Linked DNA regions of Mus musculus: regions 2, 3, 4, 5, 6 and 7 are each linked to region 1. A link is a contact called in public Hi-C, HiChIP or PLAC-seq and promoter capture Hi-C data. All regions are on one chromosome and are shown on one strand. The core of a region is the stretch at or near the end of the contact, and the rest is flanking DNA. Distances in the headings are between cores, read along the strand shown. Region 1 holds the start of Aldh9a1 (aldehyde dehydrogenase 9, subfamily A1). Region 2 holds the start of Uhmk1 (U2AF homology motif (UHM) kinase 1). Region 3 has its middle 14 kb from the start of Uap1. Region 4 holds the start of 3110045C21Rik (RIKEN cDNA 3110045C21 gene). Region 5 holds the start of Rgs5 (regulator of G-protein signaling 5). Region 6 holds the start of Nuf2 (NUF2, NDC80 kinetochore complex component). Region 7 overlaps Nuf2 (NUF2, NDC80 kinetochore complex component).

Region 1 (4,157 bases), core at 901-3,400:
ACTTGTATTGGTTTGCGGTTTGGGGGTGCAGTCCCTCATGGAGAGGAAAGCCGGGCAGGACAGTGAGGTAGCCGGTCACACTGAACACAGAGAGACCAATGCTGACACTCAGCTTCCTGCCTCCTCCTTTTTGCTCAGCCTGGGACCCAGCCCATGGAACAGTGCTGCCTGCCTGTAAGGTGAGTCTTCACATCTCCTTTAACCCAACCTAGAAATCCTCCCACAGAAATGCCTAGTAGTTTAGCCCTTAGACGATCCCAGAAACCATCAAGCCTATAATTGTTACTAACCCCATTCTTCCTAGGAAATTTACACATCCTTTAAACTTTTTTTTTTAAGATTTATTTATTTATGTATATGAGTACACTGTAGTTGTACAGATGTGAGCCTTCATGTGGTTGTTGGGGATTGAATTTAGGACCTCTGCTTGCTCCAGTCCAAAGATTGATTTATTATTATAAATAAGTTCACTGTAGATGTCTTCAGACGCACCAGAAGAGGGCGTCAGATCTCACTAACGGTGGTTGTGAGCCACCATGTGGTTGCTGGGATTTGAATTCAGGGCCTTCGGAAGAGCAGTCAGAGCTCTTCCAGCTGGGCCATCTCACCAGTCCTCCTTTAAACTTTAGATCAGCGGCACACTCTCCTTCCCCCTTCCCCCGATACACAGGGAGTTTCAAAATTCTCTCCTTTTCTTGACTTTAAAAAAAAGGAGGTGCCAAAATAAGAATGAATTTTCATACCAACATTCTGACTTGATAGAGTAAGAGCAAATTTTGCTGTTGACTTTCATTGGGTTTGGGTCACACTCTACTTTTATTGCCACGATTAGATCAACAGATGCCATGGTCACATTTCTGGAACATACATCAGACGATCTAAATGTAACAAATCAACATGGGATGGCTGGGCAGAATACTTTAAACACAACTGGCCACAAAACGACCAGCTGTTATCTCTGTACCTGTCAATGATCTTGACCCAGGCCAGATGTTTCCAGATGTTTCTGACCAACCCCAACAAAAGCAGTCCTTTGAGTTCGGGCCTAGGTGTTCTTAATTGGGTACTGCTGTTTCCATTTGAGGACCCAAACCTACACATCTCAGAGGCACTGAAAAGATTAATTCGTACAGAGAGCTGAGAAAATTGACCAAAATTTTTACTAAATTAGAAGAACACATTCCATGCTCGCTTCGGCAGCACATATACTAAAATTGGAACGATACAGAGAAGATTAGCATGGCCCCTGCGCAAGGATGACACGCAAATTCGTGAAGCGTTCCATATTTTTGAGCTAAGACGAAAGGATGGACTATCTAGAGACTACCCCACCCGGGGATCCATCCCACACTCAGCCACCAAACCCAGACACTATTGTATATGCCAGAAAGATTTTGCTGAAGGGACCCTGTTATAGTTGTCTTGTATGAGGCTATGCCAGTGCCTGGCAAATACAGAAGTGGATGCTCACAGTCTTTTAAAAGATGGAACACAGAGCCCCCAATGGAGAAGCTAGAGAAAGCACCCAAGGAGCTGAAGGAGTCTGCAACCCTATAGGTGGAACAACAATACGAACTAACCAGTGCCCCTAGAGCTCGTATCTCTAGCTGCATATGTATCAGAAGATGGCCTAGTCGGCCATCATTGGGAAGAGAGGTCCCTTGGTATATTGCAAACTTTATATGCCCCAGTACAGGGGAATGTCAGGGCCAAGAAGAGGGAGTGGGTGGGTAGGGGAGCAGAGCAGGGGAAGGGTATAGGGAACTTTCGGGATAGCATTTGAAATGTATATAAAGAAAATATCTAATAAAAAAAAAGAAAAAAAGAAGAACACATTCCCTAATACTGTGCTTCTACAAAGCACAAAAAGAAATCAAAGAAATACAGTAAGGAGAATGTTGCAAAAGCTTGCAGGCCCAGTAGAAGGGGTCTCATTATCCTTCCAGGAACTCCTTCGGGATCTGGACCGGAGGACTTGGGTGGTGTGGTGTTCCACGTAATTATCTAGGCCAAAGGTCTTCCAGTTCCAGCCCCAGAAGCTCTCACCAGGCCCTTAATTATGCTGACTAGGCCCAAGCTACTCACTCTAGGCTCTCATTGGCCGTCCTCTCACGCCACACCCCCTCGTGGCACGAGGCCACGCCCCTCCCACTGTCCCTTCCTCCCAGTGGGCTCTACTGGGCTCTCCTTGAGGGCCCCGGGTCTTCACACTCACGGTCCACACCTCCCCGAGGTCCTGTTCCCTAGTGGTCCACCCCTGCCCAGCCAGGGTCGCCTCTTTCCATGGGCCACGCCCCAGAGATTCCGCCCCTCGCCACTCCCTCCTCGTTACCGCGCTATCTCCCCCTCCAGTAGTAATCTGCTGGGGCTTCCGGACGCTTTGCACGCGTAGCAGATGATCCTCGGTGCAGTCGGTTCTGTGCTGACCTCGCTCCTCCGCATTCACCGGGCTGCAGCAGTCGCCGCCATGAGTACTGGCACCTTCGTCGTGTCGCAGCCGCTCAACTACCGCGGCGGGGCCCGTGTGGAGCCGGTGGATGCTTCCGGCACGGAGAAAGCGTTCGAGCCAGCCACCGGTAACCTGGCGCGGGGCGGCACGCGGATGGGGTGGGTCTTCCCCGGCCCTGTGCACTGAGTCTGCTGCCCCGAGTCCTTCCGAGCTCTCCGCCAAGGGTTGCTGAACTTGCGTGGTCGCAGCACGGAGCACAGAATGTTGGGGAGGCTCCTGGAAAAGAGGGGGCGCTATGGGTGCGGTGGGGTGCGCTGGGGGGCCGGGAGTAACTACATGGCTGGAGCAGGAGAGTCTGGCGTAGAACCTGTGGGTCTTTTGAGTTTTGAGAGCTGGGCCTGCAGGAGAGTCTGCTACTGGGATGTTGACTCACAGGTGATTTCTGTTATGCATGATCCACATGACCTTCCCCCTTCTAGTGCTGGGATATTTCTGAACTTCGATGAGAGTTGGGAAAGGAGAGAAAAAAAAAAACAGCAGCCGACAACATCTGTTTAGCTTTAGTGCCTGCTAGCTCTCCAGGTTAACAAGAGAGAGAGAGAAAAAAAAACATTGAACATGTGTAATCACGTGTAGTGCTTACCACTGTTAATTAATGAACTTATCCGTTATCTCCACGTAGTTTCCACCTATGAGTAGTGAGAACTTTCATGCTCTGCACACTTGGCAGATTTTAAGTGAATATGTATTTTACGGTATTATTAGCTGTAATCACGATGTTCATTAGATTTCTACAGTTCATCCTTGCAAGCACTTAATGCTTTGGAGCAAACCCTTAGCACAAACTAAGGAGGAAGCGAGTTCTTTGTTTCTTGGACTTTGGGTTGACTTTTGTGTTTGTTTTGATTATTCTTATTGAATATTCAGAGCAGGGAAAAAAAATGTGTTCTGTAAGCCAGAAGGGCTTGTTTAGTGAGAGAAGTAAAAGTACACTGACCTCCACGAGGCAGGGATTTGCCAGAACCTGAACTGATGGGAGAGGCCATGATAGCTGGGAAGAGTTTCTCAGCCTGCCTCCCTTTAGAGGCACAGAAGCAGCATTGCCCGCAGGTGAGCTCTGGCCATTGCCTTTACTCGCAGGCGATCTTCAGCCATTCTGGTTTGTCCAAGAAATAGGTTTATGAAATCTCAGAAATTCCTTGTGAAAAGAAACTGCTGAAAACCTTTTGTTGGTCGAGTTAGTTGGGTTATGATCCTTCAGATACGGGCTTAAAAAGAAAAAAAAAACACTAATCTTTTTTTTTTTTTTTTTATCTTTGAAAGACCATTTTATTTTATTTATATGTGTACACTGTTGCTGTCTTCAGACACCCCAGAAGAGGGCATCGGATCCCATTACAGATGGTTGTGAGCCACCATGTGGTTGCTGGGAATTGAACTCAGGACCTCTGGAAGAGCAGTCAGTGCCCTTAACCCTGAGCCATCTCTCTAGCCCCAACACTAATCTTTCTGTTATGATGGGGATAGGAGATTGAGACTTTAAGAAAAGACTGGCCTTTAGCGACTAAAGTTTCTTATTAACCTTATTCACCAAGTAGTAGTCTGATAGTCCCTGATTAGAACACAGATAAGGGACAGTTTACAGTAATAGACTGATGACTTTCAACTTGGATTTTGCAAGACTGTCAAGATTCTGAGTCAGTATTAA
Region 2 (4,157 bases), core at 640-3,139, 2.9 Mb after region 1:
AGCGTTACCCCAGTGTCATTTGGCCACCAAGGCAGTAGGCACCCAAATCCCTGGAAACACTGGGAACTGAGCTCCGGGCCTCTGCAAGAACAGCAAAGGCTCTCTAACCACTGAGACACACCCACACAACCCCACCCCACGGATAAAAATGACAATGATAAGCAAGAAACTTCCACTATTCTTCCAGGGAGCGAGCATTATCTTTGGACAGCCGGGTTAAATAAAATAAAGTATGGCGATATATGGCACAATTATTCAACCTGTGTTTCACCAAGAACTCAACACTCAGTGGTGGGTGAATATGCCCTTAAGGTCTTAAGATAAAATTACTTTAAAAACCTATGATATTAAGTAACCCTTAAGAGCAAATTGAAGGTTGCCTGATCCAAAACAGCATTCTATGCTCATATATATATATATACATATATATATATATATGTATATATATATGTGTGTGTGTGTACATGTGTGTGTATATATATATATACACACATACATATATGTGTATATACATAGACATATGTATACACACACACACACATATATATACGTGTATATATATATATATATACACACACACATATTATATACATCAATTACAAATAACATTCTAATGTAATCACGCAAGAGATTCAACAAGTACTGAGGCATGCAAAAAATGTTCCTGTCAAACACCAAAGCTATAGTGATATACCGCTTAGTAAGATTAAGGAAAAAAAAGAAAAACACACTAGCATTAGGACATTCTATCAATGTAGTATTATAAATAAATAAATAAATAAATAAATAAATAAACAAACACTTTCTTCAAGCTACACATGGGTTCTATTTGCCAAGATCTATGACGCTTCTTTACTAACCAAAGTTATAACCGCTTACAAGCTCTCTGCCTGTACGTGGATTAGCAACGAGGACTGCTTCCATATATCTGTGGCCCAAACAAGCTTACATTCTAAATCTCTGAGTCATGAAAGTCTTACTGAAGCAAACGCTGTGCTCTTAAATATCACACTTCCATTAACTTCTAGGTAACACTGGGTTCCCTCTCCCAAATTCACACGAAATATGTATTTTTTTTTCCGTTCTCAGTAGTATGTCATTTGATGTCAATGATGGCACTGGATGCCCTAGAATATTTTCCATTTGGAAAAGATGCAAAATTTTCCACTCAAGACATGACAACCTGGCAAACTCATGCCTTTCACTTTCTAACTACCGGATGAAAACCTAAGCAAACTGGACTTTACTAAGCATTTGCTATGTAATAATCACTTCCACCGTATACCTCAGACAGCTGCAAAGGAAAGGTGGACTGAAAAGGGACCTGCATCGCGTGACAACTAGTGAGGCCCGATCCTCTCCTCCCACCTACAGGACCAAAGACCGGGGGCCAGGCGGAGGACGCTTATGCTTGAGCCGGGACATGGGCAGGACATGGGGGACAGCCACAATTACCGATGTTCCTGTGACCCTGCAACTGCTCCAGCGCCGCCCTCTCTTTGCGGAAACCATACTCCGCGGCCGAGGCCGCAGCCCCGGTGGTTCCCGGAGGCAGGAACTGCTTGAGGGCGCCGGGGGGCGAGCCCGGGGTACCGCAGCACCGCACCCGGTACACCGAGGCCGACGAGCCGCTGCCCAGGCGGCTCTGGACCTGCCACAGCCGCCCGAAGGCCTCCAGGAAGCGCGGCGGCTCGGCGCCCCACGCGCAGCCGGACCCCGCCATGGTGCGGGCTGGGCCGAGGACACGCGAGCCGACACGACGCGCCAGGCAGGCCCGCGGCGCCCGCCGTCACATCCCCGCCCGGACCCGCCGCTCCGCAGGGAGGGGCCTGCAGCGCTCCGACCGACTCCCCGGACCTCAGGCCGCCATGACACCGGAAGCCGGAGTGCACTCGGACCCAGCCGGAAGTGGGGGAAAGCCAATCCTAGAGGCTGAAGGAGGCGGGCCTAAGAGGGGCGGGGCCTCCAGGGGGAAAATTGTTTAGCACAAAACAACTGAGATATTAAACTTAATTATTAGAGATGGGGTGTAGCACAGTAGTAAAGTGCTTGCCTTGAATGCGCAAGGAAGGCCCTGGCTCCAGCAAAATATATGATTATTGATTTTTTTGTTTTATTTATCTTTAAAGAGTTATTATATTTGTATTTATATATTTGTGTATTTGTTCCTCATGTGTGCAGAAGTCAGAAGAAGGTGTAATATCTTTTGGTGCTGAAGTTACAGGAGATTGTGAGCTGCCGGGTTTGGGTGATGGGAACCAAAGTCCTGTCCTGGGGAAGATCAGTATTTCCTCATAGCCACTGAACTGTTTGTCTCTTGTGCAGCTATCTTATTTTCTATTACCTATTGTTTCAAGCTGAAAGCTACGTGCTTTCACATCTTCCTGATATCCATCATTACCACCTCCCTTTCTAATATAACTCCGATTTTCTTTGGAACAGTAATATACACAAAAGAAATACCTGGCCTCTCTCAGAAGTGGCTGTGACCACGCCCTCTCTCTAGTCAATAAGACCTTCCTGCATAACTAACAAGGATTTATTGGAAGATCTAACTTGACTCACTTAGATGTTGTGTTTTCTTCCCTGTTACTTCCTATCTCCTGCTTAAGAAAATAAGCGTAAAGCTAAAGACAGATTAGTTGGGGCTAGAGAAATGGCTTAGCAGCTAAGAGCACTGACTGCTCTTCCAGATCAGGGTTCAATTCCCAGCATCCACATGGCAACTCACGAGTGTCTATAACTCAAGTCCCAGAGCATCTGGCACTCTTACACAAACATGCAGGCAGAATTTCAGTGTATATAGAAATAAATAAATCTTAAAAAGCAAAACAAAAAATAAAGACAGATTAGTCATCCTGTTTATGAAGCAACTGAGAGAATAAAAGCAACATATTAATATATTAATTGGATGTGATCTATTGTGCCAAAAAGCCCAAAGTATGTTGTCTTAGATATGGAAGCATTCCCTTCTACAATTAATAATGCAGGGTTCTGCCAATCTCAGTGGACTTTTATCTTTGTGACCTATGTGTTTGCCTTGTCTTTCAGCATTTCATGGTTTTGAGAATGGGGAAAGAGACCAAAGAAGCACAAAAATAGCCAAAATGGTACTGAGTTTTCTGGTCGTATCCCATTAGCTAGTGCTTACCTAGTCATATGACCCAAGCTAGCTCCAGACAAGCTAGAAAATTCACATAAAATTCATAACTAATGGAAGAAGAGGAAACTGGGTGTATAGGGACAAATAAACGCAAGTCTAGATCATTCATGACCCAGAAGAAATGCAAAAGGTTTCTGGATCCTTGACAGCTTGGTAGAAATCCATTGTGCTTCCTAAAACCATCCTCCAGACTTCTTACTGGGGGGGGGCAGGGTGCCTATTTGATTAAAGAATCTTAATGTTTTAAAAACACAAGAGCTTTTATGCATATAAATATGCACAGTGTAGCATTTACCACATTAGTCATTTTTAAGTGTATAGGTAATATAAAATATTTTGACCTTGTGCAAACATTATCAACAAACATCTGAGGAACTTGTTCCATACATCTTGTAGAAACTAATCTCTCTTCTAATTAAACAAGCTGCCAACTCCTCTTTCCTTCAGCCCCTGACAATCTACCAGTTCATTTTAGTTCTTATATCCATAGTCCTCTTGTTAGTCTACTTGTTAACTTGTGTTAACGCAAGTGGCCATACAAATCACCATTCACAAACCACTCAGATTCACACAGATAACCTCATCATGACTGAATACAAATAACAGCTCATAACCCGAGGACCACTAACTGACCAAATGACATGAGATGAAGAGGGAGTGGGGCTTGACCTTAGCATCCACCATGCTCCAATTTCAGAAGGAAGTAGCCAGAACTAAAGTTGGCAACTGTGAATCATTAGGTCCCCATCTCCTGCTACTAGCTCTTCTACAAAGTCTTTTATTTAAGCAAACGGTGTGGGATATTGGATCACAGAAGCTGATTTGGTAGAGAGATAACCATGCCTTAGATCCTGTCTTGTGCACACACACACACACACACACACACACACACACACAGAGCTGCTAAATTCTTAGCATGTAGAAACTTGAAGATGATGTGAGACAATGGAACTAACTTCCTAAACTATGGATTTATATTCACTAATCTGTTAAA
Region 3 (4,157 bases), core at 530-3,029, 2.8 Mb after region 1:
TCTCAGGGGAAATGCTCATTAATTTGTTGTTTGCTTTGAGTCTTTGCCTCAAGCTTATAAACAATTGCTTTTTCTTAAATGCATGTGTGATTTTATAAGCATCTGAGAGAAAGAACCGACCTTATGCACTGTCTGATGAATACAGATTTAGTGTTCTTAGCAGCTTTAACCCTTAGAACAGCAGCCACTGGCTCCAGAATGCTTGGCTGTGTTACTTGCTGGGGTCGATCACGGAAGCCTTGCCCTCAACATTTTCTTTTCTGCTGGAAACTAGAAAACTTATCTTCTCATCAGAAACAAGGGGGAGCTCAGATTTCCCGAGCATCTGAGCATCTGCTGGGTTTCTAGTGTTACATACTATCAATGCACAGCTACTCTGAAAAACAGAGATTTGGAAGCCCTAAGTCATGGCTCATGTTTGTAATCCTAGCACCTAGGAGGATGAAGCAGGAGAATCACCGCCAGTTCCAGGGCAGCCTGAGCTATATATAGAGTGAGAGAGCTGATCTCAAAAACCAAGATGATGATGACAACGATGACAACCTGGGGCTTTTCCTTCATAAAGTCTGAAAAGCACGGGGATTTTTGGAACTATTTCAGATTGCTGCTACCCCCGAGAAAGCTTACATGTTTGACATTTGAGTCTATTTTAGATTGCTAACACGTATGGAATACCGCCTGTTCCCTCTTCCTCCTCTTCCTCTCTCTCTCTCTCTCTTCCTTCCCATCCCACCTGTATGCGTGTGTCTGAATGTAAAAGAGAGATGATATGTAATATTTACTTCCTCATAAGATCATAACCTTTTTCAAGGTTTTAAGATTGTAAAAAGCCTTCCAGAAACCATTGGGCACACACAAGAAATCTATAGACTGAACCTGAGTACAAAGATATATTTTTTGATTATAACAAAAAATAGGGATTTTTTAAAATCCCTATTTTAAGGAGAAATTAGATGTTTACCTCCAAAAATGACATTGCTATTTATTTGGTGAGGTTTTTTTAGACAATGCCTCGTATCTATATTCTTTACATTAAATTTTTTCAGCCCAATAGTTACATATTTATAATCATGAATTTTTACATATAAATACAGCTTGAGACTATTTGCTTTTCAAAAGTATTGATTTTAAGTTTGTGGGTGAGTGTATGCATGTGTGTATGTGAGTACATGCATGTGTGTATGTGAGTGCATGCATGTGTGTATGTGTGTTGTTGTTGTTTTTGAGACAGAATATGCTATCTAACCATGGATATCCTAGAACTTCCTATGTCGTTCAAGCTGGCCTCAAACATGAGGTTATCCTCCTGCCTCTATCTCTCAAATGCTGAGGTTATAGCCATGTAACATCATGTTCTGTTAGAGATGATTGCTGACAGTAGGATAGACTTCCATCTATCAGAACAAACTTGAAACAAAAAAAAAGAAAATAATTGTAATTTGAAGTCTTATTTCTCCTTTAAGGGAAGAACCAGAACATAATTTATAGAACATGAGCTCAGGAAAGACCAAAAAGCACACACTTTGAAAGGAGCAGCCACATCAACCGTGATATTTTGTGTCTGTTTTGTTTCCTTAACCTTTATGAGTAACAACCCCAAGGGGGATGGGGGTGGGCGCGGTAAGCGATCTTCGTCTGGACTTGGCGATGACCTTTACAGTGATGTCAGTAAGAAATCACGGCAGACAGATCGTCAGCAGGAAGGGTGCCGAACTGGGACTGGAGCACCCGCCCTCCTCAGTCACTTTCATTCCAAGAAGGGGAGGTTTCCATTCCCTCAGGAACTGGCAGATTCTGGGCAGAAGGGGCCACCACTGCCAAAGCCTGAGTCATTGCCTTCCATGCTCAGGCAAACCCTGACGAGAAACATTTCATTCTCTCCAGCACTTGGGCCTAAATTTCACAATGGCTAAGGAACCTTTCGTATAGGGATTTTGCAGTCAGGGAAGGAAAATAACAAGAGTCCAGGTGGCAGAAAGTTGACAGGCAGAGAGATCAGTTAATCGCACAACCTGGATTCTGAAGCCCCTTTTGGTAGCCATGGGGAGGATCTGATCTTGATTCGGTCTTAGAAAGTTACCTTTCTCAAATGTATGTAAGTACCCATCTCGAGTTCAAAACTATACAAAAATCCAAAGCAAACCCCGGCTGCACACAGGTGGGTTGCTGTTGTCCCTGAGAGCCTCATAGTTTAGTTATCTACACAAATGAAATAATCCCGCTGCCATGACTTTGGGGTTCCCACAAGGAGAATAATCAGGAAATCACTTAACAGAATCCTCTGTGTGTGTGTGTGTGTGTGTGTGTGTGTGCGCGCATGAGTGCGTGCCCAAGGTTTCATGCAGGTTAGTCAAGGCGCTACCACTGACCTTCTACAGCTTCCACAAGTAGCTCTGACCTTGTCATATCTATACACTGTCTATGTGTCTGTCTTCTCATTCTCCAAAGGCTCATTGAATTGTTCCCCCAAGCAAAAGCCAATTAGATCTCTCTAGAACTATAAAATATAGCTTGCAAAATTATAGTAGTTTAGCAATCTGCAGCTGCTATTTAAAACTTGTTTTAGAATGACTGAAATTTTCCTAGCTTCTTGTTCAAAGCTTATCTTTGATTATGCCATCAAAAATAATTTTTCCTTCTGTTTATTTTTGAGATAGGTTCTCACCCTAGCTTAGGTTGCCACTGAACTCACAATGCAGGCCAGGCTGGCCTCGGATTTGAATGCATGGCCCTCTCCTTTCCTGTCTTGGCCTCCTCAGTGCTGGGATTATAAACATAATAGCTGCCCACCTGAAATTATCTTCTTTAAAAACAGACACTCCTCACATTATGAACAATGTCTTTGGATAGGAAGAACATCATTTGTTTATCATACAATCCCTAGGCAAGAGTCACGTGACCTGCCTGTTCCGGGGTGGGCTTTGAGTTTTGCTGCCTACCCAGTGTGATCGGGCAGTCCACTGTTTCCCACTCAAGGGCTTTCAGCCTGGAATGCTCTAACAGAAGCCACAACTGCTATAGTTAGTATTTGATTAAAACTGCATTTTTTATATAGGAGGTATTGTTTCAAGCTAGTTTTTTTTTTTTTTTAAAGGCTTGTGAACTACGCTAGAAAACTGAGACGTGCTTGGTCAGATTTATAACCTTGGAAGTTAGTCATTATTAGCCTTATTGTATATCTTTTTTTTTCCCCCTCATGCAAACAGAAAATTAACTTTTGGTTATTTTGTTATTCTGTTTACAATTGCTATGAGCAAAATACCTGACAGAAATGGAGGAGGAATGGTTTCTTTATGGAGGGTCATGGTTTCACAGAGCATAGTGGGCAGGGCCTGGTGGACAGGGTGTATTTGAGCAACATGTCTCACGTCATGGCAGACCAAGAGGCAGAGAGAGGGTGGAGACTGCTGATATACTCCGATAGCTCTCTCCTTTCACCCTTCTGGTAATCTGGGCTCAGCTCATGGGACGATGCTGCCCACCTTGTGGGTGGGTTTTCCCCAGCAATTAATCCTCTCTGGAAATTCCCTTACAGGCATACCTACCAATCTCCTAGATAAGTTTAAGCCCAGTCAAGCTGTCGGTAAAGATTAACCAGTTCACAGTCATGTCCTGAAGCATGAAACAGGAGAAGGGAATCTGAATGTGCAAAGTGTCCAATAAATATTGACTATCTGCATAAAGCACGTGTATACTAGTCACACATACAGTCATGAAGCTAAGTGTGAAAGGCATAGTTAAAGAGAGACTTAAGGTCTGAAATTCTGCCTACACAGAGGACAGACCCTCTGAATTCATCCCTACAACTTTACTCCTGGCATTAGACACTCTGAGAAGCAACTGGCTCGCATAGATCCACACCTACATTAACTGTAAAATATCTTTTTGAATTAATGATCACTTACTACCAAGATTTTCATCCAGGTAATGGGTTCTCCTTGGAGTATTTATATAGCTATTAGCTATGCGATATTGCTAAAATCTGAGACAAAACTCTTCCCCGAGGTATTTAGACCTGACTTTGAAATTGGATTATCGAAGTTTACAGTGCTACTTTAAATAGGAATGGCCACATATAGACTTATATATCTGAATACTTAGTCACTAGGGAATGGCGCTACTTGACAGGAATTAGGAGGTGTGGCCTTGTTGAAAGA
Region 4 (4,157 bases), core at 1,233-3,732, 2.6 Mb after region 1:
GAATACAGATCTAGTGTCCGACACAACAGTTCTTTTGCCAACTGGAAAGGGTAAATCCAAGTTCTCAGGGCTCGAATGTCATCACTATGTCAGACTCCCTCAGCACAACTTGTTCTATATATACTATATCCATTACCTTCCCATGTTTCCCTGACCTGTCCAGTTTGATTAAATGCCATGCTATACTACCACACAGGAAAGAAGAGTCCTTTTAAGCTATGCCCATTACCTTTGAATGTTTTCCTGCCCTTTCTCATTTGATTAATTTTATGACAGACAGCAATCTATGACAAAGAGACATACTTTTGCTTGACTTCCTCTGCACCCCGGACCACCGACTGCAGGCTGCTGACATCCATCTGCACGATGCTGACTTCGGCGGAGGGGTGAGAGGCCAGCAGGGTATCTCGAACAGCTCTTGCTTTGCTCAGGTTCCTACACGCCAAACACAGGTGGAGGTCATCGTCTTCTGCCAGCAGTCGACCGCAAAGGGCTAGCCCAATGCCACTGAAGGGAGAATTCAGGCACAAGCATGAGCTCATTGAAATGGTGTTAAATGAAGGCAGTTCTCTCTGGTTCAGAAACTTGACAGTGTCAATATGAGCTCCAATGAGAAATCCAAGCAGATAGAAAATACCCAAACATTATGTGAAGAAGGAATCTCCCGATTAGCCATGTTGATAAGCAACATCCAGTTGTTCCCCTCTAATATGGTTCAATGACACAGTGAGTGAGGGTTGGAGCACCTGTTAGGGTGTGATTTAATATATCTCTAGCAAATACTTTAAGGGGGGCCGTATTAGTTGTTTACCGTGTCCCCATTTTCTTGTGGTGCCTTGGTCCCGCAAAGGCAAGGGTTCTCACCACTTCTTGGTACTGTTGCTATTAGGAAAACTGTAAATCGCAGTAAGTGAACCAACCGGTGAGGTTTTGGTTTGGGTTTTTGTTTTTTGGGGTTTTTTTTTTGCTTTGTTTTGTTTTGTTTTCAGGAGAATACACAGTAGCACAGCTTGAAGTTAAATCCCTGTCAACTACTAAGTCACAGCAGAATAGCCAAGAGTTTAAAAAAAAAAAAAGCCCTCAATACAAGTAGACAGAAAGCAGAATCAGCAAGCAGATAGAGCCGAAGACAAAGAAGCAGGAAAGAGCAGAGCTAGGAGGCTTCAGATGCACTGGGTCACAAAGAGTGATATGAAGGTCGCAGCAGATGGGGCCCACTGCTGGTAGCGAGGCCATTCTGGGTAACAGTAAGTTCTCATGCAGACTGCCAGCAAAGGGAGCTCCAAAGTGAGTCTGGAATCCACAGAATCTGGCGGCCCTGCCAGCAAAGTACCAAGCAGATACCGGCCTATTCATCCTTACTTTAAATACCAACTTTAGTATAAGTTGCACACACCACAGTATATCAAAATCACACCAATTCAGGTCTGACTTCTACAGGCACTTTCCACTCGAGAACGGCCAAAACCCAGCTGACCTAAAGGAGAGCGCACACTAACAAAAAGCCCAAGACAGACCCCTCCACTGGTTTAGTTAATATAGATGTGATTGGGTCACTGAAACAGGCTTAAGTGGCATTTAACAAATCCTGTATTAATTCCTCAAAAAATAGCAATGTAACCAATTGGGGGTAGGAGGGGAGTTGGTTGGGTCCATCCTCCACACATTCTTCATCAACAAATGATAAGTAGGTCAAGGGTCAAATGGGCAAGCCTGGAATAACTTTGCTGGCATCTGCATCAGGATAAGCCTTAGTTGCTAGACTGGTCGTTCTGTAGGTTCCTGGAAAGAGTATATGAAAACATGCTGCAGGAGTGAAATTTCCTCATTGTCCTAAAGTTCATGGATGCTGACATTTAAACACCCCGAGTGTTTAGGTTTAAAGTGAACTGTGGGCACCTACAATTAACTACTCTCGGAGACTGACGGTCCCTAGAGAACAACTGTCCAGCATCACTGCCAGGCTGACCAGTCACTGGCGGTTTAGCTTTCCTTTCCACTGTCATGTTTAATTCAAAGCGCCAGCCACCGAGCACCGAGCACCAAGCGAGGCAGGCATGACCACACCTCTTGGAAAGCCAGGGAACGGGGTCTCTGCGGACCCCATCGAAGTGAATCACCGACCTGCGCTTCCCCCCGCATAGACTCCGGGGTTCCATAGGAGGTCTCACCTGCTCGCCCCGGTGATCAAAACCACCTTCCGCATCTTCCACGCCCTGCACCGAAGTAGAACTGCACCGGGGTTCTCTTAGCCTGAACCTTGATCCGTGACCACGCGCACCTCGACCAATCAAGGCTCGGCCCGGCTCCACCTCTCCTGCGTCATCCGGTCCGCGCGTTAGGCCCGCCAATCGCGACTCGGCATCTTCTCTCCACGCCCAGACCGGGTGAGGTGAGATAGGCCGAGGGGCGGAGCCACGTGACACAAGGGTCCTATAGCCAATCCAGGCAGTCGCCGCCCCCAGTCTGCGGCGGGGGCTTTGTTCTGAGTGAAGCAAGCGGGCGGCAGAGCTGGAGGTTTCACAAGGCTGCTGGGAGAGGCTTCGGTGCAGGAACCCAAGTCCAAGTTTGCTTCTTAGGATGTGTAAAGCATGGTCTTTAAGAAAGAGAACCTGGATTTCATTGAATTGTATTTATGTCGAATCACGAGTAAGTTAGCAATTTCAAGCTCTGAATGTGGAATGAAACCAGAGAATCTCAGAACGCTAAAGGAATGCGTACTGTCATCTCCTTCAGACCTCTCAGGTCGCTGTAATGAGCTTTATTTTCTCACTCTCTCTGCCTCTCTCTCTCTCTCTCTCTCTCTCTCTCGCTCGCTCGCTCTTTTTTTTTTTTTTTTTTTGTCTCCAAGCCATCCCAGATGAGTACTTTGGAGGGAGCAGAACTAGGTAATCAGGGAGGGGCAAATGCATACATTAAAACTCCCTTTTTTTATTAAGTTCAATTCGCATAAAAATACCCTGCGCAGCTGTTATAATCGTTATCCCAGCTTTCGCTACTTACAGATGATTAATATTGAGTGAAAGGACTAATACTCATATGATTGAACAAACTATTCCTCTTTCAGAGCTGTAATTACTAGGGATAGCCGTGATCCTAAATGATAACGTCTTTTCTGGGCTTTAATCTATATGTTTTGATTAATGATACCAACAAACTGCTAAAACTTAAGAAAACTGGTTGATCATTTCAACTGTTCTTAAAAGACAGTAACTTAACAAATTTTCTAAAGCCTTGAAGTGGAAAAAAAAAAAAATCCCTGATCTTGAGATTCCATACCCAAATGATCCTTTTTAAACCCTGGAGTTCAGAAGTGGCAGCAAAAGAACAGAGAAAACTGTGTGGCTCTCCCAAAGAAAGCTCACTTTTTAAAAAGAAATTGGAGAGCCTGGTGGGTGGGTTGGGTGGCAGACAGGTGTGTCCACACTGCACCCTAGGGTAGCATGAAAATGGCCCACCAGAAAACTGTAAACTTAATTAACATATTATGACGTTTATTTTGAGTTGTTTTTTTTTTTTTAAGTTCTCTTGTGCAATTATTAGCATGAACTCTGTGCATGAAAGCAACATCAGGAGTCTGCCTGGGTCCGAGAGGAGTTCAGCCTTACTACAGCCTCAGATGAGAACAGGAGTGGGACCAGCTCTGAGTTAGATGAAACCCAGAAGACTTCAGAGAAAGTCCTCTATCACTTCCAGCCCAGCCCAGTAAGGGAAACTGGGACTCTTCCTCCTTTTGTTCTACTCAAGTTGCTGCTTCCAAGGCTCTGTGACCGACAAGGGATGGACTGGACTATTAATCTAAAATGTTTAATTTTTAAAGTCATTTGTCATAGAGAGTCACAACCCCGAGCAATGAAAATATTTTTTAATTCATAGGTGAGTGTTGGGTTTTGGTTTGGTTTTGTTTTGTTTTTACCTCACTCCAAACTACTCATCTTGGGTTTGTGTTGTCCTGGGGTTCTTCAGTTGGGTACCAGAACAGTCTGGTGCACAGTGAGTGAAGCTATCACTGGCAAGCCTTGGCATGAGTTGAGCAGGTGTAGTTAACTCAACATTAATTGTGCTCCTTGTAATAAATCCATCTCTACCCTAAAGTCAGACCGTGATCGCTTTTCCTTTTAGGGGACAGTAGGTAAGGATGAGAGACATATCTTTTG
Region 5 (4,157 bases), core at 1,180-3,679, 2.3 Mb after region 1:
CCAACAAGAAGGACCCCAGTTACCCCTAATCTTAGAGGTACTCCTATATCTCTTAGGGCTCCCTTAGAATTGGCCCAAAGGTTTTACTGACACTAACCTCTTGACATCTCTCCTTCCTCCCATCCAACATGGGATCAAATCAGACTAAGCAGGATGAATCTAATTGGGGTTATTGTCAGGTCCAAAGGAAACTCCATTTTCCCAGACTCTAAAACGAAGGGATAAATGGCTATCTGCGGTGCCTATTAACACATGCTGGCCTCCAGGATCACTTGGTCTCACGAGAACCTGTCACACATTCCAGAGTCCATGCTAGCTAGCATCCTGGCCCTTCTCACCCCCTCCACTCCCCTAAACTTCCCCAGCCCAAGGCTTCCCTCCCTGTGGCTACAGCTACTCATTGTCCTTAGTACCTTGATGTCTTCCATATGCTCAGTCTCTGTCTTCCTCTCTCAGTCACTCCCTCTCTGTCCCTGTCTCCCTCCTCCTCATCTCTGCTCTCCTTCTCTCTCTGTCCCTTTCTTCCTCTCAGCTCTGTTCCTGCTTCTGTCATGCCCAGGTCCAGTCTGCTGGGCATGTTCAGTTTAATTTCTCTCTCTGCTCTGGCCGCTTCTAGACACCCCTGGCTGTTCTCTCCTTCATAGCTACAATAAACCCCCCTTCTTACCCATACCATAGAGTGGCCGTGCTGTCAGTTTATACAGTTGCCAGGGACAGTGGAAAACAAACCATCAGATGCTTAATCATGGCTTCAGAGAACATTGTGCAGAGACAAGGAGGAAAGCTGTCAGGATTGAAATGGAGTCACACGGGGCAGAATAGTGGCTGCTTGAAATCTCACGACTTGGGAGGCTGGCAAGGAACAGAAGTTTGAGGACAGCCTGCATGTCATAGTACCAAGACACCTCTCTCTCTCTCTCTCTCTCTCTCTCTCTCTCTCTCTCTCTCTCTCTCTCTCTCTCCCTCCCTCCCTCCCTCCCTCCCTCCCTCCCTCCCTCCCTCCCTCTCCCTCTCCCTCTCCCTCTCCCCCCACCCCCAGACAGGGTTTATCTATATAGTACTGGCTGTCCTGGAACTCACTCTGTAGACCAGGCTGGCCTTGAACTCAGAAATCCGCTTGCCTCTGCCTTCCCGGCGCTGGTGTGCCACCACAGCCCTGCTCAAGACCCTTTTCAGGCTAACAGAATGCATTTGTTTGTTCCAGACTTTCCGAAAGAAGCTAAAACCAGGAGTTATGCAGAGACGGTTCTTAGCAGGGAGCTTGACACCCTGAGTGTATTCTAACCTTGGTTCCTTCTCCTGTTCCCTTTGGGGTTTTTGTTTTCAGTCACAGGCCTATCTCACCTCAACCCTGAGGTGTTAAAGCAAAGGGGGACCAGGAGGTTATGGACTTATCTGCCAGGAACAAACCTTCTAAGGAGACACTTGTGTTCCCCTCTTTGACAACCTGACTGCTGACTGTTAAAGAACTCCAAGCTATTACTGCCCCCTCCCTCTCCCCAATCTCCTTCAGGGAGAGGAAACGGCTGAAGCCCTGGGGGCATCCAGAACAGGAATTTGTCTCCTGGAAAAAAGATTTACAGCTTGTGCAATGACCTTGACCTTGTGTCAGACTGGCTTGTGGGAAAGACCCAATGTTGAGACATTAGTGGGCAGGGGAACCTCATTTTGCCTTTTCTCTTTAGCTAGGTGTGTCCCTTGCTTTCTGTTTATGCCCTCCCTCCTGTCAGGCCTGTAGTAGATAGACTAGGGTCACACTGAGCAAATCTCCTTTTTCTGCTCTTCACCATTAACTTGGCTCCCTTAATGGACTCACTGAAGAAAAGACCTGATTAGGACTTGTTGGGCACACAGGCTGTGACCCCCTAGGTCTAGTGAAGATGTGCCAGGGCAGTTGTTGCTTACACCTAACTGCACCAATGTAAGACACACCTGCATCATCAGAGCCTGGACTGGTCCTTTTACCTCGGAATTCCTAGCACCCATCTGAGTGCTCAGGAGATGAGAGATCCTCAGCTAAACACTCTCTCCACCGTGAAAAGAAGCCGTTTCCTCCCCTGTGAGTGGGTTTAGTGTTTGTATCCCAGGACCCTTGGCAGATCTGAAATGGCTCAGGGTACCTTGCTTTCAAAGAAAGCCCACATCGTCGTTCTGGCTAACGTCAAATTTCAGTCTTCAGGCACTAATGATCTTATCTCAGTTTAGGCTCCAACACAGCCCTAACTAAACAAACAAGAGACTGTGGGGACAGAAGCCACCAGAAACATGCCCCAGCAGTGCCTGAAGTCAGGAAAGACTCCCAGCCCCCACCGAAGGCAAACTGCTGCTGAGCTCCAGCCCACAATTTTCGCCCAGGCTGCTGATTGGTCCTCGGAGCCACGGAGCTGTGAGAGAGCTTGTATATATTCCTCAAAGGGAAAGGCTGCCCCAGATTATTGAAGTTTCCACAGACGGTCAGCTGTTGAGAGGTTCGTGCTCAAGTTGAGGATCTAAGCCGCCAGCCAAAATGTGTAAGGGACTGGCAGCTCTGCCGCACTCATGCCTGGAAAGGTGAGAACTGAAATTCTTCAGTGTAGGAGATGAAAATGTGGTGAGCCTTCACTCAAGGGAGGATGCCCAGAGGCTCTGCGGGATGGGGTCCCGCTGAGATGAAACTGATGCTTGGTAATAGACTTGGCTTTGTCTTGTCTGTAGCAGTACTGAGATTTGGAAAGATCTGAGCTAGAGATTCAAAAGGAGATAATCCATGGTCATTTAATATACAGAGTACCAGAGCGCTGTTCCCCCCAACCCCCAGAGGGTGTGTGTGTGTGTGTGTGTGTGTGTGTGTGTGTGCGCGCTAGAAAGAAGGTAACTCCCAACACCGAAAAATAAAAGTATCTGGGTTTGAATTCTGTCTCCCCTACATATTTCCTGGGTAGCTTGAAGCAATTTCTTTAACCTCTCACTTTGCACATCTGTAAAGTGGAAATGGGAAGCATGTCTATCTCACAGGGTGGTTTTGAGGACTGAGTGAGTGAGTGGTCATGTGTGGGAAGTGCTCAGAAGAATGTCTGACACAGTAAACTGTGGGAAAAGTGATCTTCATTCACACAGAGAGATTGGGGTAATGAGGACTCTGCAGGCAGTTTGCAGTGGGGCAGAGGGGGCTTCCCATTATTCCCTATTCATTAGATAGGAGTAGCTTGGTTACTGGGGGAAAAAAAGTCCCTGAGACACAGGGTTTGTCTATTACCTGGAGCTCTGAGACACATGGTTGTCTAGGACTGTGTTGTGGTCTATAGAAAAATCCTATATCTAAAGTCGTCATCTTACTACAAACTTAACAACCCAATACCCGACATGATCTGTGTAGGTAGAAAGGTTCTGCTCTGTAGAGTCCTGATTGATTTTACTTTGACCCTCAACCATTAAAGGGAGTAAAACTGATTCTTGCACAGCCTCCTCTGTCCCCAAGGGTCAATGTCTGTCTGAGAAAGTCATACTGTTTAATGGGCCACCAAAGACTTTTACCTATTTAAAATGTCACATTTTCTTTGACGTTTTTCATTACAGCAATAAATTTTAAGTGATTTTTTTAAAAGAAGAAACAATGGAACATATTCCCTAGAGTCAGAGATGTAAATGTTTTAAATAGATGAAGATAGAAGGAACCAATAGCAGTGACATCTGTAGCTGTATCCACCAGACCAGGGGGAGAGAAGTGGATTCCAGGACTGGGAATTGTTCATTATTCCCACACCCCATGCCTCCCACCTCTCCTACAGAGAGCTCCAGATAGGTGCAGTGCTTAGAACTGAGTGGCATCCCAACTTCTTTGAAGACCAGATGATCCACCTTTGCTTTCTCTCCAACTGTGAGAGTCACACGTTGATCGTTGACCGTGCACAGCATAGAGGGATGAGTGAGCATGGTGAGCCTTTAGCTTACTTGGTATTTGCGTTGAACATCATTAATGCAGTGGATGGAGCTTACATCATTACACTGGGTGAACAGTTGATGCTGTTTATGTGATAGTCTGCAAGGGTTGGGGCATCTTGATATTGTTACTCCTCTTGCCCTAAGTTTTTATGGGAATAATATAGTTTTTAGAGAGCTATAGTGGTGGTATTTTTGCAATTATTTCTTTTACTATCATGTATTGGATTCATTAGCAA
Region 6 (4,157 bases), core at 1,228-3,727, 2.2 Mb after region 1:
CGGATTTCTGAGTTCGAGGCCAGCCTGGTCTACAGAGTGAGTTCCAGGACAGCCAGGGCTACACAGAGAGAAACCCTGTCTGGAAAAACCAAAAAAAAAAAAAAAAAAAAAAAAAGCCATTTCTGATCCCTGCCCAGGTACAGGTCACTACAGGACAATCAGGACAATGACATGAGAGACTCCATCAGTATGGCAAGGCAGCCTCCGTTTACTGTGTATCCCCTCTAGCCACAGCTGTAACTCTCCAGTCACCCTCTTTCCCTACAGAAGTTCATGCCCCTCACTAATCTCTTTCTGCGCTCGAGTAGCAAGTCCTCCTTTGGGTTCAGGCACATATCAGATTCTGGGCTTTTCTGTTCCGTATCCTGAGGTCAGTTTATTTCTTCAATTGAAACCATCAAGCTTTCAGAGGCAAAAAAATTGAATTAAGCATTCAATATTTTTCATCTGCATCTCAGTTTTTGAAATTGTTTATAAGAACATAAGGGGTTACTTGAGAAAAAAAACAAGCCACACCTAGATTAGAGATAGATTAATAACAGAAAACGTGGGTATAAAATCATAATCACACACCCCTCTCTGCTGATGTGATATACACTACTGTCAGGGTAATTCTTATAAACCATCAAACCCTTACAAACGTACAAAGGGCTTACCTACCACACAAATCCCAGCCTTTCCCACTGAAGTTGCCAAAGCCTTTAATAATCTCATGCTCTTTCTGGTCCAAGTTAATGCCTTCCAAGTCTTCTCCTAAGTGTCCAATGTTGTGTTACACCTGCCTGAGAATTTCTGAGGATCAATTTCCCAACGTAAAGCTACCCAGAGGCTCACAACTGCACTTAGAAGTAATAATGCTCTCTTCTCAGAAGCAAATTGTGTTCATTTTAATAGTGCAATTTCAGTTCCAACTCCTGTGTGTGTGTGTGTGTGTGTGTGTGTTGCGTATACAGAGAAAGAGGCCATCTAACTATAAAGATACTATATACTTTATATACAGTAAAACAGCTCTCTGACATTTTAGTTCAAATAGGACAATTACCTCTAGGAGCTCCCATTTCTCCGTTATATGTAACACTTCAGTGCTAAGCACAACATAACTTACATTATATACAACTGGCTTTGCAATGCAAACTTAAGCAAGCAACTCCCAATTCTGAGGAACTAGATAAAGCATTCCTGGAAAATACGGGGAAGGCTTTGTGTTACACCCACGTAGATCCAGGTACATTCAGCTCCCTGACTTTTGGATTATGATATTTTCGCCTTTTGATAAATGGTTCTTGGTTTAATCCAGAGATGGTGGCGCAATGGAGATACATAAAAAATTGGCAAGCATTCAAACAAGTCACACTGACGCCATTCTTGTGGCTCATGCCCGTAAAGTCAGCACTTGAGAGATGGGAGGTGAGAGACTCCCAGGACTCATAGGAAGGGACCTTTGATGAAATGCCCGGCAGTAGGGAGAGGGAACTTATAGAGCCCACCTCCAGCAGAAAGACAGGACATCAAGTGAGGGATGGGGTTGCCATCCCACTGTCACACCTCTGACCCATAATTGTTTCTCTCTGAAAGAATTCCAGGGATGGAAATGGAGAGGAGCCTGTGAAAAAGAAGGTCCAGTGACAGGCCCAAAGTGGGATCCAGCTCAAGGGGCAGTCCCAAGGCCTGACACTACTACTGAGGCTATGAAGCGCTCACAAAAAGGGATCTAACATGACTGCCCTCCGAAAGACCCAACAAGCAGCTGAAAGAGTCAGATGCAGATATTTGCACCCAACCAATGGACAGAAGCAGCTGATCCCTGTTGTTGAATTAGGGATGGCTGAAAGAAGCTGAGGAGGACGATCCTGTAAGGGGACTAGCAATCTCAATTAATCTGGATCCCTGAGATCTCTCAAACACTGGACCACCAAACAGACAGCATACACCAGCAGATATGAGGCCCCCAACACACATAGAGGACTGCCGGGTCTGTGTTCATTCAGAGATGATACACCTAACCCTCAAGAGAGTGGAGGCCCCAGGGAGTTTAGAGATCAGGTGGGGTGGGGGCATCCATGTGGAGACAGGGTGGGGAGGGGAGGAGTTTGGGATGTGGATCAGTCGGAGGGTGGATGGGGAGGGGCGGGGAATGGAATATGAAGTGTAAAAAAATTGAATTACAAATAAAGTTAAATAAATAAATAAAAAAAGGCTAGTCTCAGGAATATAGGGGTTCGAGACCAACCTGGGATAGATGAGCCTGTCAAATCAACACACAAGTTAGTAAACCCAGATGCCCCGATCCTTGGCCTTGCACCCGGCCCTCCAACGCTCACCCGCTCAAACTCACCTGGAGGCCTAGCAGCTCACGGAAAAACAGTTAAAAACCGAGCGTCCAACCGAAAGCCGCTGACCGTTGTCATTTTTCAAACCGGCCGCCTTTTTTTGTGAGGCCGGCCCCTTTCCGCACAGCGCGCTTCCTTCGCGACGGATGCCGAGAAGGCTCAGAAGACCCACGGTGGGTGGGACTTGACGAGTTGCGCAGCGAGCCAGGCTCCAGATCAGCGGAATCATTCTTCAGGGTTATAGTTTCTAGCCGGAACCGCGATTCCGCCAGACCAGGAAGCGCAGCAGTTAGGGGGAGGAGTTCCGGGATGTGTTTACCGGGTTGTCCCAGACTGGAACTTTGCCTTCAGCGTACCTGATAGCGAGCAGGCAGACAGACGGTTTCTAGCCCCTTCTCTTAGGCTCAGAGAGTAACAGGCAATAGAGGATGTGTTGTTCCCAAATTAATCAAAGGCATTATAGAGAATCCAGGAGTAGTAGTAACAGTCTTACTGTTTGATAAGCATTGATGGGGTCAAATTTTGACCTCACTGGATATTTGTACACATCATTTCTCCTTAGGTCCATGAAAGCTTGAGGGCGGGGCAGCGAATGGATGGATAGACATTGTTAAGGACGTCCAATTTAAATCTTTAATTTACTCACTTTGAGGACTCAATATAGGATAATAAATCTAGAAGCATAAACGTACTGGAATATGATTCTACACTTGCCAAACATGAGCAAAACCACTAGTTCATCTCATCGGTGAGCCATTTCTGTGGCTTACTGACATTACAGGTAACAAAGAATATACAGAACTCTCTATTCACGGGTGTTTTAATATCCTTTGAGTACCTTTACTACTTGATTTTTTTAATAAATAGGTAAGATTTTAATTGTTATATTCTTGAGCCAATATTATAGAACATAGTTTCATATAAGTAGATGGAACATGGCTACACTGAAAATACAGTACAATTTAACATGGAGAATTCTGGCAACGTAGCTTTATATCCGGTTTATTCACTGGGCGGCGCTGCTGCATTGATTTTAACATTACTGAGAATTTCATTCCATTTCTTTCCAGTAATCAAAACTACAGAGATAAACATCGGACACAATGTTCTGGATTAAAAATTTTTTTTTTCTAAATTTATGGGCTTTAAAGTACATGTTTACAGTCCTGGCTTAAGAAGAAAAATAGCATTGAATTCAAGTAGTTGTCTGCATTTTATTTCTCTCTAATCATTCTTGTTAATCTGTTTGCCTCTTCAGTCACGTTCATCTTTAGGAAAGATTTTGGAAATTGAGCTATACATTTGAAATACTTTATGCAGTACTAGTCTGAAACTGTAAAATACCTAACATTCGCTGTTTGTGGTGAACTCTAAATAAATACAAGGAACCACAGACCTGGCATTGTGCTTTAACCCCTTAAAATACTTTCCTCAACGTGTACATGAAGTTATATTATTTTAATGTAGTTTATATAAACACCATTCTGAATCATCAGTCAAACATATTTAATATCATGAAAATACTTGCTCAGTGTTTTTATTAATTCAAATTTTATGTTCTAGTAAATTTCCAGTGTTGACTTTATGAGAGCCCGTGGTGTTAACAGTATTTCAAGGGAGCTGACAAGGATTTCTCAGAAAAATTTTAAAAGTAATGTACTCTTCAAACCATGGTTGTGCTTGCCTCTAATGTCAGTACTCCACAGGGAGAGGCAGGCAGATCTCTACGAGTTTGAGGCCAAGCCTGGTCTAGATAGTATTAGCCTGATCTTCATGGTGAGTTCCAAACCAGCCAGAGTTATATATAAGGAGACTCTGGAAACAAAA
Region 7 (4,157 bases), core at 493-2,992, 2.2 Mb after region 1:
TTCTGTCCTGCTTCGCCTACTGATCTGTGCTTGTGACCGTGCACACTGTTCTGTCTCTGACGCTGTAGTGTAACGTGAGGTCAGGCACACCTCCTACTGGACCTGAAAGGATGGAAATGATCTGCTCATCGCAAAACTCTTAGAGGCAGGCACAACATCCTCGTCTCCAACTTGACTCCTGAGCCCACGGGGACCTGGATATCCAGGGGTGCACACACTATTGTTAAATACTGACTATAAAGTTCAGGTAACTGCAAGGAAATAGGGAGGCCCTGATTTAAACAAGAAAATGAACTATGAAAGCATTACTTCAGAGAGATGACACAGGCACTGCTTAGTACTCAACACAGGGATTTAAAAGTGGACTCAACGAAGAAAGCTAGCATTTTGCTCTAGTTCATAAGACTTACAAAATTATGTTATGAATGTGTGAATAAAATGGGTCAGTCATGAAGAGTATCACTGAGGACAAAGAAATCATAATATTAACTTTGTGAGTCTGACAGCCAGGGTTATCTCCGGCAGGTCTAAAATGTCAATTCCTTGTGATATAAAATGATGATGAGAAATATTAAAAATTATGTAATCTTAGAAATATATCAAATAGTCTAAAAGAGACTTATGAAGACACTGAAGGGAAGAAATGAAATGGGGAGAGGGGTGAAGAATAGAAAAGACAGGGAAGCTTTGGAACCTTACATAACTTTGTCGTTACCTGGAACAGGAAACAGATCTTTAATGCTGTCCAAGGAGAAGAGCAGTGCAAAGCTAGTTGCAGGATCTATGTGAGCCAAAATTTAAGCAGGGTAGTGGTGCCCTGCGTCTGGCAGCCCGTGTGGAGAACACTCTGACAATCTGTACTGTGCATCTGTGTGAAGCGTGGCTATGAGAAGAAGGAAAGAGAACTGACCAAATGCACTCGAGCTCACCCTCGCATGCGCAGCCATCCTCGGGCTGCTGAGGAGCTGATGGACATGAGCGGGCAGGTAAAGGAACGGCAGCACGGCAAGCCGCACTGTTGGCCTGAGCTCTGAGCACACACTGTGTGCTCTGGAGGAGCTACAGCACAGCCAGGGGTCCACTGACACCACACAAGGAGAAAGAATTAGTGTGGATGAGATTTAAACTGATTTTGGCATTTTGAGAATCTAGGCTGAAAGAAATACAATTAGGCCTGCAAGACATTATACTAAGATCTTGAGTTGAGAGCAATCATTTCATCCTAGTATGGTATGGTGAAGAAACAACTTGGCAGAGTTGCCCGTGAAGAAGATGTAGTCATTAACTGATCATAATTTGAACATGAACAGAAGGTGAGACACTGTTGCTGACAACCCAGCCTCCAAAACAAGGCTCTGTGAACAGAAGCTCTGTGCTTCTGGGGCTATAACAGTATTTGGGAAGACTGCAGTTTGTACTACGTTCTACAGAGTAAATAGTGACAGGTAAGAAGCAGTAATGATAAACAGGAAAACAATAAATCTGAAAATTAAAGAGTGGCTGGACCTCCGGCTATTAAACACAATGAGAGACAACTGAAAGACACAGGACCATCTTATGGGTCATTCCATACAACTGGGTATAGATTATTCCAGACGGAAGATCTGAGTCCACCAGAGGACAGACATTGACTATTTTAAATTCAGAATGAGAAATAACATTTTAACAACTACAGCTGTAGCAGAACAGCTTGTGTGGTTATGAGCGCCATCCACAGAAACAATTACAATTACAGAGCCCATCAGCGGCTCTCAAATGCCACCCTATTCTAGAGATAAACAGACGACTCAATTCAGTGGTGGGACCTATTGTTTAGAATCTAATTCAATGTATTTGGGAGGGGTCTTGCTCATTTCAAAACTCCTCACTGAACTGCAACACACAGCTAGTTTTAGGACACAGTGCTCAGTGCCCTTTCAACTTTATAAATACTTATGGAAAATAGACTATGCCCATGTCCATTCTAGGAATGATTTCAGATGCCATGCTGAGTTTTAAAGCACAGCTGATAATGCCAAGAAAGTTGTGTTACTGGTGAGACACATGTGCACAGAGCTAAGAGAAATATGAGATAGCCTGGGCATCTTTAATGACTAACAAAGATAGCTCAAATTCAAGCTAGTTATTAGTTTGAACCTATTAATAATCAGCTCAACACCTCCACCTAGAACAAGCGACATCAGAGTCTGGTTTATTTAAGAAAGTAGGGCAGAGTATCTCAGGTCTCCTTTGCCTTAGATCTTCCCAGACTGTGTGGACAGAGCGAGACAGTGGCAGTGTGAGTACAACTATCACACGTCAGGCAAGCTCAGAAACAGGAGGATGGAAAGGAGTGAAAAGATGAGGCCTAGGAATTCTGAACGGAGTGTGCCTACTTTTAGTAGCTTTTGGTAAAAGGTTTTTAGAGATATTACTTAAAACATCATGAGTAAATCCATCTACCTAATGACTTCAGGACCTGTATTAAGCAACTACTTTTACCCCAAAGAATGATACTCTGTGATATGCTAAAAGGCAAGTAGGGAAAAGGCACAGCAGATGCATAGCTGTGACTATCAGAGGGTATCCCGAGGGCTGCTATACATGGACATAAAAGTGAAGGCCTGTGAGGTCAAGCGCTGCTCTGGAGAACTCAAATCTCTGCACAGGTAACACCATCTACATTTTAACCTCATGGGCTCAGTCTCCTAAAAGCACCCACCTGAGACTTCAATATCTCCCTTTTCTTGGTATCTCTCAGTTGTTGAATTGCAGATTTAATCTTGTGGATTTCTTGATTAACAGTGGTTACTTGCTCACAGACAGCATCTCTCTTTTCTTGAACTTTATTGCAGTCTCTAAAAGGGAACAGAGACACCGGACATAAGCTCTCTTAAGCATTTAAAAGACGAGAGACTGCTAGTGAACCCAGAGCCATTGTGTTGGTACTTGCTTAGCAAGCTCAGAACCCTTCCAGATATCAAAGCAAGCAGACAAACCCCATGAAACCCCACAGTGTGGTACCCTGTAGTCACACCATGGCATGTGGAACCACCTCATTCAACAGTGATTCTTCCTGTTTCCTTGTTTTGTAGAGCTGAAGATCAAAGCCAGGGCCTGACACTTGCTAGACAAATGCTCAACCACTGTTACACTCCAGCCCTCCAAACTTACTTTCTTTAGAAACTTTCTTTAACATGAAGGCTCAGCTCCAGCGCCTCAGTGTGCACATCCAGGCAGTTAGTGGGCATGTGCATCAGTACAGCGTTCCAGCACACTTGTCCAGATACAGACAATCCCAGTGTCGGCCTTTTCCTTTCACATCCATGGACATATTCAACAGTCCCAATGCCACACTTAAGGACTAAGGACTGACATCCTAGACATATCTGTGGCATGTAGTCTAAAAGCACATTCCAAGGATTGACAAGGAGACTAATGGTGAAATTGCTTACATACTTCAGAAGAACATAGCAATGTGTTCATTTTAACCTGAGTAATAGCAAGATTATTTTTCTAATGCACTTTTTCTCTCTGGGTAACTATGTTTCAAGTGCACCAAAATAAACGCTAGTGCCCAACTTCTTTAAAGATTAAGATGAAGAAACTGTCTGTCTCAAAAGGCAGCAAACAAGCAGAAAAACCTCAACCAACCAACCAAGCAATCAATAAATCAATCAATAATCAAATAGATAAATGAAAAAAAAAACTGTGGTCCTATTTCTACATAGTGACAGAATTATATGTATCTCAGACACTTAGAGGCAGAATTCTTCTTGAAAACATAGAGGAAATAAAACAACAACAAAACAGAAAAGAATAGATATTTTAAGTTGGACAGAATTATTCCTCTTCCATGCTGGCCTAAGTATGAGACTGTCAGGCAAACGTTAAGCTCATGTTTCCTAAAAAAAAGCCTTTGAATGTAGCTGTGCATCTAGACCAGGACTTGGATTGACAGTGTAGTCATTTTGTGACAATAGTGGAGAGCAATAAAAAAAATTATTGCAAATTATGGAAATAAAAACAACTATTTAGAATGAAAACAAACAGATTAGATAGATGGATAGATAGACAGACAGACAGATTAGATAGAAACATAGAAAGAGAGAGATAGATAGATGGATGGATGGAAGGATGGATGGATGGATGAGTGGATGATAAAGGAAACACAGTGG

The links. Promoter capture Hi-C pulls out the DNA fragments that hold promoters and counts their contacts. A called contact is a pair of places that touch in the nucleus more often than the background predicts. HiChIP or PLAC-seq counts read pairs in DNA pulled down with a chosen protein or histone mark.
Region 2: an H3K27ac HiChIP or PLAC-seq map of large pre-B cells shows a contact between it and region 1, with 6 times the contacts expected there. The contact joins the promoter of Uhmk1 here to the promoter of Aldh9a1 in region 1. A contact is called at or near these places in 4 of 39 promoter capture datasets (hippocampal neurons, liver and pre-B cells) and 1 of 115 datasets of contacts at active chromatin or transcription factors (large pre-B cells).
Region 3: a promoter capture Hi-C map of hippocampal neurons shows a contact between it and region 1, with 3 times the contacts expected there. The contact joins the enhancer-like site here to the promoter of Aldh9a1 in region 1. A contact is called at or near these places in 7 of 39 promoter capture datasets (the C10 cell line, cranial neural crest, embryonic stem cells and 3 more), 1 of 484 Hi-C or Micro-C datasets (B cells), 3 of 115 datasets of contacts at active chromatin or transcription factors (astrocytes, embryonic forebrain and large pre-B cells) and 1 of 9 other capture datasets (liver).
Region 4: a contact with region 1 is called in a Hi-C map of B cells, with 6 read pairs. The contact joins the promoter of 3110045C21Rik here to the promoter of Aldh9a1 in region 1. A contact is called at or near these places in 2 of 39 promoter capture datasets (liver and pre-B cells), 1 of 484 Hi-C or Micro-C datasets (B cells), 1 of 115 datasets of contacts at active chromatin or transcription factors (astrocytes) and 1 of 9 other capture datasets (liver).
Region 5: a promoter capture Hi-C map of hippocampal neurons shows a contact between it and region 1, with 2.8 times the contacts expected there. The contact joins the promoter of Rgs5 here to the promoter of Aldh9a1 in region 1. A contact is called at or near these places in 1 of 39 promoter capture datasets (hippocampal neurons) and 1 of 115 datasets of contacts at active chromatin or transcription factors (astrocytes).
Region 6: a promoter capture Hi-C map of pre-B cells shows a contact between it and region 1. The contact joins the promoter of Nuf2 here to the promoter of Aldh9a1 in region 1. A contact is called at or near these places in 7 of 39 promoter capture datasets (the 3T3-L1 cell line, 3T3-L1-derived adipocytes, the C10 cell line and 3 more), 1 of 484 Hi-C or Micro-C datasets (B cells), 1 of 115 datasets of contacts at active chromatin or transcription factors (astrocytes) and 2 of 9 other capture datasets (adipose tissue and liver).
Region 7: a contact with region 1 is called in a promoter capture Hi-C map of hippocampal neurons, with 6 times the contacts expected there. The contact joins the enhancer-like site here to the promoter of Aldh9a1 in region 1. A contact is called at or near these places in 5 of 39 promoter capture datasets (the 3T3-L1 cell line, 3T3-L1-derived adipocytes, hippocampal neurons and 1 more) and 1 of 115 datasets of contacts at active chromatin or transcription factors (large pre-B cells).

Annotation. Positions count from the first base shown.
Region 1 is chr1:167,347,841-167,351,997 of GRCm38.p6, forward strand. It overlaps Aldh9a1 (aldehyde dehydrogenase 9, subfamily A1), which reads left to right and starts at 2,151. Exons shown (of 11, transcript NM_019993.4): 1 at 2,151-2,576. The coding sequence starts at 2,396. Gm24182 (a small nuclear RNA gene) reads left to right here and starts at 1,185; the gene lies at 1,185-1,291.
Region 2 is chr1:170,213,518-170,217,674 of GRCm38.p6, forward strand. Uhmk1 (U2AF homology motif (UHM) kinase 1) reads right to left here and starts at 1,890. Exons shown (of 8, transcript NM_010633.4): 1 at 1,456-1,890. The coding sequence starts at 1,723.
Region 3 is chr1:170,187,037-170,191,193 of GRCm38.p6, forward strand. No RefSeq gene overlaps it. Among named protein-coding and RNA genes, the nearest start is that of Uap1, 14 kb to the left of the region's middle. Within about 2 kb of position 1,780, at least 68 of the 459 cell types and tissues checked have an H3K27ac peak or open chromatin away from gene starts, as enhancers often do. A contact at or near this core is called in hippocampal neurons, where this site is marked.
Region 4 is chr1:169,966,927-169,971,083 of GRCm38.p6, forward strand. 3110045C21Rik (RIKEN cDNA 3110045C21 gene) reads left to right here and starts at 2,483. Exons shown (of 3, transcript NR_040438.1): 1 at 2,483-2,649; 2 at 3,524-3,876. It overlaps Hsd17b7 (hydroxysteroid (17-beta) dehydrogenase 7), which reads right to left and starts at 2,279. Exons shown (of 9, transcript NM_010476.3): 1 at 2,172-2,279; 2 at 304-507. The coding sequence starts at 2,206.
Region 5 is chr1:169,653,072-169,657,228 of GRCm38.p6, forward strand. Rgs5 (regulator of G-protein signaling 5) reads left to right here and starts at 2,430. Exons shown (of 5, transcript NM_009063.4): 1 at 2,430-2,550. The coding sequence starts at 2,507.
Region 6 is chr1:169,528,987-169,533,143 of GRCm38.p6, forward strand. Nuf2 (NUF2, NDC80 kinetochore complex component) reads right to left here and starts at 2,478. Exons shown (of 15, transcript NM_001355159.1): 1 at 2,336-2,478. It overlaps Gm34624 (a long non-coding RNA gene), which reads left to right and starts at 2,591. Exons shown (of 3, transcript XR_373698.2): 1 at 2,591-3,111.
Region 7 is chr1:169,501,764-169,505,920 of GRCm38.p6, forward strand. Nuf2 (NUF2, NDC80 kinetochore complex component) reads right to left here. Exons shown (of 15, transcript NM_001355159.1): 14 at 2,702-2,837. Among named protein-coding and RNA genes, the nearest start is that of Nuf2, 28 kb to the right of the region's middle. Within about 2 kb of position 1,743, at least 2 of the 459 cell types and tissues checked have an H3K27ac peak or open chromatin away from gene starts, as enhancers often do. A contact at or near this core is called in hippocampal neurons, where this site is marked.